Linked DNA regions of Zea mays: region 1 is linked to region 2. A link is a contact called in public Hi-C data. All regions are on one chromosome and are shown on one strand. The core of a region is the stretch at or near the end of the contact, and the rest is flanking DNA. Distances in the headings are between cores, read along the strand shown.

What was found. Hi-C and Micro-C count contacts between places; a contact is called where the count stands out from the background.
Region 1: a contact with region 2 is called in a Hi-C map of ear, with 3 times the contacts expected there. The contact joins the promoter of LOC103641333 here to the promoter of LOC103641319 in region 2. A contact is called at or near these places in 3 of 25 Hi-C or Micro-C datasets (ear, endosperm and tassel).

The regions. Positions count from the first base shown.
Region 1 is chr10:85,907,968-85,911,533 of Zm-B73-REFERENCE-NAM-5.0, forward strand. LOC103641333 (zinc finger CCCH domain-containing protein 55) reads right to left here and starts at 2,259. Exons shown (of 5, transcript XM_023301210.2): 1 at 1,937-2,259; 2 at 1,191-1,294.
Region 2 is chr10:85,199,143-85,202,918 of Zm-B73-REFERENCE-NAM-5.0, forward strand. It overlaps LOC103641319 (calcium/calmodulin-regulated receptor-like kinase 1), which reads left to right and starts at 1,442. Exons shown (of 8, transcript XM_008664670.4): 1 at 1,442-1,754; 2 at 2,659-3,083. The coding sequence starts at 2,761.

The DNA of each region.
Region 1 (3,566 bases), core at 1,009-3,508, 710 kb after region 2:
ACTGCTTCGAACCCGCGACCTAGTGACTCAGTGAGTTCTCACCACTGCACCAGACATAACCTTTTCCCAATCAAGACACATCAAATAAAAAAATATACTTTCGTGAACTTATCCCGTTACAACTCAAATAGTGCATACTGCATACAATCTTATCTTACAGGTAAAAAGAGAACTACAGTGCATGTTTTTTACACTCTCGAGACATCTACAAAATTGCCCTTCCTATCAAGAATATTTCAAGCAGCAACTACAGAAATCTTGGGCCGTTCAGCTTGTGCATCAACAAGTCGCATCAAAAAATTTCCCCCTCAACTAGAGTTGCAGAAGTTTTGCCAAACTTGGTGGCTACTTAAGGTTCAGTTGCTACTGGCTCTGATTGTCATGATCTGGGCACTGGTATTGTTAGCATTGCAATGAAGTTTCTCCCTCAACTGCTGTTTTCCGGCAATTTTGCCATCTTGGTGGCAATTAGCATTTCATTTGTTTCTTTAGATAATTGCTAGCTAGAGTCTTGATGACTAAACCAAAAGGCCAGAAACTCCAAAAAGTGGCATTTACAAATCCTTCCTGCATATGAGAAAGAATAATTCTATCAGCTCCCATGAATTCCTTCTGTTTACTCGCTACGACAACCATCTCTCAGTGACCTTTTTCGACACATGACAACCATAAGGTTAAATTGTCTAAAAAACTGTGTACCCACCAAACATAGTTAACGATGTGTCGGTGTTTCCTCTTTAACCATATAAAGTAGGAATGCTAAGTCAGTAAGGTTTTACAGAATTTTTTTTGTGTGCAAGATTTACATTATCCACGACAACAGTTTGATCAATGCTGACCTTGCAGGCAAACTCAAGAAAGTGAATCACGCTTTCTTCGCATTTCCTAAGGTGGGACATACTAAATGACCCATTCGGTCAATGATAATCACAAATAAAGACTACGGAACCAAACAAATACCCAAGTCACAACAAAACTGTAAAGATGCACTGCCACTGGATTCACTAGTCAATTACATGTTATCCATAAAGAGCAGTAGTTTAAATTGTCAGAGTGACGCTTACAAGAAGTCTTAGGGTGTCCCACGGAGCAAGTCAACAGACTACTAATCTAATCAGGAAAGGAACAGACCACACGATTTGCTTGTTGAGAGAGGAAGAAAGAGGCAGAAGAGTAGCATAGATACCAACCTTAATCGTACTTGGCAGTGTCCCAGAGATGATGAGTCAGACAGGCACCACAGCTCCGGATCTCCCAAAAGAAATCATGAGACCTAACAACGCTTACTTCCCATCTGCAGAAAAGGCACACAGAAGAGCTTGTTACAAACCATGAAAGACTCCAAACTTAACATGAAAACCTGGCAATAGAAAGCCAGACTGGGACCAACCAGGGACGAAATTCAGGCACGTATCCATGAAAGGCACTGACAAGACAAGATTACATCATGTGTGTGTGAATCACTAGTCTAGTCTACGGGACTGAGTCCTCAAGACTCGCAATGCAATGCAACGGCCTAATACAGATGCCTAACATATAATAAGCAACAGAAAGGTGCGAGATTTAATAGCATGCTCACACCAAAGCACGAAAGCACAGTGGATTTACAACAAGGGCCGCACGGAACGACGAAAGTCAGCCTAGGGTAACGCGACTCGAGCGTTCGGAGCAAAGGCAATTACTCGTATCAGCAGCAGCAAAACGCGCCCAACAGTAATGCATCCCCGCCGTTAGCAAACGAGGGGAACGCGCGTAAACCCTAGCTGGCAAATCTCGGACACTGTGGGGACCACAAAAACATCGGCTGCTTTGGTATAGAAATTGAGGATCAAAACTGGGGGCGATAGCTTGGGAGTGACGAAAAGAGAAGATCCCGCGAAGGGGTGCACGGACGAGGAATCCGTCGACGCAAGCCAAGGGGGCTAGGGTTCCTTACCGACTAGCGAAGGAAGCAGTCCGCGTGCGGGTGGATCTCCAGTTCTCCACCCGTCGGCGCCGCCGACCGGCCCACGCTATCCTGTAGCGGGAGGTGGAAAGGAGTGCGGCCAATTGCGTGGAGGCGAAGGTTGTGGCGGCGGGAGGGGGAGGCGGTGTGGCACGTCTCGGCGGCGGTCAGCTGGGGCAGGGGAACGGGGACTCGGGGAGGCGCTCGATCCGTTGGGGGCTTGGGGCTATGCCATATGATGAGCGTGCACGGCGGCTGACGGGGCTTTTCGTTCAGCTTTTTTTTTTTCAAGATTTTTACGAGTTTCTGTGTTTATTTTGAATAGTTTTACTAAATCAATTTTTTAGAAGCGTACTGAAAACTGAATCTTTGATAGTCCGAAACGGATTCTAGGGGCTAGAAGCTAAAAAAAATGAAACAAACACAACCAAGTGTGCTTCTCGCGAATTAGGCCGCCAATAACAAAATTTGAGAGACATAAAATAATACGATTTTAAGATGTTATGATATAATTGTATTATTTTTTACATTACTTTTAATACTATGTATTTGAAGACAAAGTATTTCAAACATATGCGTAATGCTAGTTATAGACAAAACTTTGGATTGGAATGTGGTTTCAAATACTCTAAAAATACTATAATATCTACAAAACCATGGTATTCAAAACTAAATTTATTTTACAATATAGACAAACACCTCTTAGAAAAAATATAAAAAAATTATTATATTAATCTTTAATATCATAGTTTTACCTCAAAACTTCAAACAAAAAATTTTCTTCCAAACATCCCTTAGGCCCCGTTTGTTTTCTTTCATTTTAAGGAATTGGAATCTTACTATTAGTATAGGCTATTTTTATTAGAATGTGACATTTCACCACTTTCCAAAGTTATCATATAAGCCTATCTCAAATTCATGGGGTGAGAGATGGAAATTGTTCTATAGATTTACATGCTATTTTTCCAATGTATTCCACCACTTTTCAAAGTTATCATATAAGCCTATCTCAAATTCATGGGGTGAGAGATGGAAATTGATTCTATAGATTTACATGTTGTTTTTCCAATGTACAACTTATAGCACACTCTTCTACTTGCTTCGTTATAATATGAATGTAGTATATAATTATCTCTCTCATATGATTTAAGATAATATACAAATATATTACATATATAAATATATGAACTTAATTAGTTTTGTCTAAATTATAATTATTAAAATGGAATTCAATTCCAACGAAACAAACGGGGCCTTAAAGTTATTTACTATGCAGCAGCATGTGTATCAGTATTTTAGATCAAATTTATGGATACGTATCCACTGTATATCCAATATCCATGTGCATCATAATTATAAGATATATGTGAGTAATATGTTAGTTCACTTAATTTACATTACAAGAATAGATGACTGGATCTTGTTTCTCTCGTTTTAAGAGCATCTGCAAGAGCTCCCCAGAAGTCTCCCCTAAATCCAGTTTTTTTAGGAAAAACACAAAAATGTGTCTCCAACAGTTTCCCTAAAGCGCTCCTAACTTTTTCATATCCCTTAAAACTCTCTCAATTGTAGCTACAAATGAGGGTTTTTTTAGGTTCCCAGAAACAATATGTTGTTTTAA
Region 2 (3,776 bases), core at 192-2,691:
CTATGATAAAATTATGTTGGGTTCGATACATTTGTTATGCTGGTACTTATTTTTGCGATTCAAATGATCATGTCTATTGTAATGTTAATGGGTATGAGTACCTGATGGGTACCCGCTACCCATGGTGGGTATGGGTATGGCGTAATTTTGTACTCATGATAGGTAGTGGGTATGAGTATGAGCTAATTTTTTCTTAGTGGGTATGAGTATGACTTCATATGCCCAGTGGATACTATACCCACTGCCATCCCTATGCCTCGGGCAGGGGAAGAAGGAAGGAGGGGGGAGCAGTTTGGTTAATTTTTAGTTGCAGCGCCGAGCGCACGCCTCGAAGCCGGAAAGGTCGCTCCGTGCTTTCTTCAGTGGGTTGCTGCTTCGATACATTTTCAGCATCAACTGACTTTAGCCTAACTAAATATCGAGCACCATTTAATTTATGACCCTAGAGTACGCACTAAATAAGGACTCAAAGAAATATTTCGATCTTTTGTCGAAGGAAAAAGGTTTTGTTTCCGCCCATTATTTATGCATAATTAATATGTTTCAATCATTTTATGATGGTTTATGCTATATTTAAACTGGTCGTCATGTCCGATCTCAACGCGTCTATCATGTAACTTACATAAAAACATGTCATATGCCAAGTAAAAACCTACAATTTCAGCCCTCGCGTCGTCTGAAGAGGCTCGGGCGGGTATCGAACCCTACCCACCACCACTACCTCTTCCTCCCCTCTCTGCTTTGCTGCCACCAGAGTAAGCAGCCGAAAGGTCTCGACCGACTTGCGATGGTGGTGGTAGTGGGGTCCTTCTCGTGCCATCGCGACTTCATGCCTCACAGTAGTGGCGGGCAGCGGCGCCACGACAGGTGCATGTGCCGACGCTCCTCCCCTCTCCTTCTCAGTCAAACAACTACAATCTCGAATCGAACATAACTAATCCTAAATTTACCAAATCGAAACTCATGTACCTCAATCGATGATCAGACAACTCTGCTCCGTTGACACCTGACAGCCTCGTCTGCATGGGACATCGGCTTTCTCGCGTCATTTGCTTACATGTGCGGGCGTATCACTAGTATATGAGTATACATGTCCAAATAGATCTGCCCTGCTAAGTGGCCTGTAACCCGGTCTGTCACGATCGTCGTGCTATGTCTGAATCTTAGATGTGGCATGATAGGCTAGATTGGACACGTCTAGATTTAATGTTCCCTACTTTTTATAAAAAAAATATTTATATTATACTTGATTATAGAGTATAAAACATAAAAATATATATGTTCTGTTTGTTAGGTGGACGTGAATATATTTAGAGTCACAATCATTATTCAAATCCTTGTTAATGCATAATTTTACGGAAGGAGATGTGCACTGCATTTACGAAAATACCCTTGGTTCTCCTTCCTGGTTTTTCTTTCCGAACTTCTGTTCTTTTTCGTTTGTTTCTCCGTCATGTTTGGTAGCTTTATTCTTAACAGGAAGTTACACTCCCCTGCCAAAAGTCGAGGTCGTCGTCTTTCCCTCGCCTCTCTCTCTCTCTCTCTCTCTCTCTCTCTCTCTCTCTCTCTCTCGAAACCCACGTGAAGCCTGAGCGCCGAGGCCTCCCCTCCGTCCACCGATCCCGCCGCTCCCCTCCATCCGCATTCCTGGCCACGAGCCGTGAAATCGGGATCCGCTGCGGCCGCTGATCCCGACGACGAGCCCGGATTCGCCCGCCGGCCCCATGGGTCCCGTCTTCTCCGGCCGCATTTGGGTAAGCCGTAAGCCTTGCTTCGCTCCTGCGTTTCTTGTCCGGGTTCGGCTCTGATCTGCCGTTCCTTGTTCGTTCCTCAGCTCGAGGAAAATCTCCTCTCCGGTCTGTCTAGTCTAGCTGCTAGACCGCTCTCTACCTTGCTATATCTGTGGGTTTAGGATCTGTTCCTTGCTTCAGCTTCCGATTGTCTCCCAATCACTCCTCTTTTCGTCCCCTTTTTTTGCTCAGATTATCGTGTTGTGATGGTGCTTAAGTGTCAGAGGAGGGGAAAGGGGGCACCTTATATTTGGCGTTGGCGGTTTTATTAGTGTTTGTGGAGACAAGCGCAAAGGGAGTAATTTTGTTTTTAATGTAAGTTCATCTCCTCCGCTGGCCTTTCCAGTCGATCGAAAGCTCATTGTAATAAAGGAAGCAATTTTGACGTGCGTGTAACTCTCGCGATTAAGGGACGATGGAGATTTTTGATGCGCTAGTAGAGAGTCCAGGAACTCCGATTGATACTTTTGGATTGGTGGCGTTAGAGTCTACGAGGTGGTTCATCTGAAAAAAAAAACAAGTAAACAACTGCCTCCTGTCCCTCCCTCCCTCCCTTAAAGGTTTGACGAATGAGGAAAGCGATGCCTCAGTTCGGATGTTCTGTTCACCAAATATATCCAACTCGTCTCTGTCCTGTCCAGGTCCAGCTGTGGTTTTGTATGTGACGCGTCCCATCGCCGTGGTCACCGTTTTTCACTTCTTGATGTGATATGAGCTGAGACGGCAAAGTTTGACTAAATATTGCTGTAACTCTTCGCTTTTTTTTATCTATATCGAATATTGGTTTAACTTGCAGATTCTCACTAACGAACAGAGCCACATGTTCTGACAATTCCAACTTACTTCTGTTCATTGCACTTCTTGGCAGGACATATAGCCGTCGCGCGCTCTTCTTCCTGGGTGGAGCGTCCATGAGGTGGAAGCAGCAGCGTCCCTAGTGCCAGGGTCTGTCGGCTGAGTGCGGGGGAGAATGAAAGGAGTGTCCGAAGGCCTGATCATCGGGACCACGGTCGGGGTGGTCATAGGCGTGCTGCTGGCTCTCGGGACGCTGCTGTGCCTGAGGCGGCGTCGGCGTTCCCAGACGCAGATAAGGAGCAGCAGCTCGAGGAGGGCGTCGACTGTCCCCATCCGCACCAATGGCGTTAACGCCTGCGCCATGCTCTCGAACTCGACCACGGGGCAGGAGTCTCCGACTCCGCGGGAGCTCGAAGAGCGTGGGAGTTCTCTGTGGATCCAAGGGCCAGGTAGAAAGAGCGTGATCTCTGCTTCTGGGGTACCCAGATATGCGTACAAGTATGTTTCGTGAATTCTTGTTGTTGTTTTTTTGACTAATTTGTTTAGCAAATGATCGGTTTTGTTGCGTGATAGATAAGTCGGTTAGTTACTGCATCCTTTGTTTAAATCCACTTAATATATTGCTGCTGAAACGTTCGAGGATGACTTCATGGAAGTGGTTTCCATCAGAATGTTTGATGTGAGGAATGAACAGGCTTGTCTCTAGACTCTAGTTAAACAAGAGTGAAGGGTAGATGGGAACATCTGTCATAAGAACTTAAATAAAAAGGATGTTAAATGTCAAAGTAGCACAAACATGTGGACGTAGAGATCTCACGAGGTGAAATCCAATTTGGTTTGAACTGTATACATGGAAGGCATGTGCTTCTGTGTTGACCAAAGCATTCAGCCACATCTGCATGTTCGGATGAATCAAACTTCAGGTGGTAGGAACCAAAATTACAACCTTTTGACTTGTGATATAACTTCATTCATTAGGTTGTGACTTGTGAGTATTAAGTATATATAGTGTTTCTTTTTTTGTTTTCAAAAGTATTATTAATGTATTTTTATTCCAAAAAAAATAGAATACACATTCATTCATTTGAATATTCCTGCTACAAATCTCAGTTGCTTGGACATAATGCATCTTACATAACCGTCGACCGCTCAGATATAATCAAATCCTTGCGGCCCTTCTAATGGTTGGCT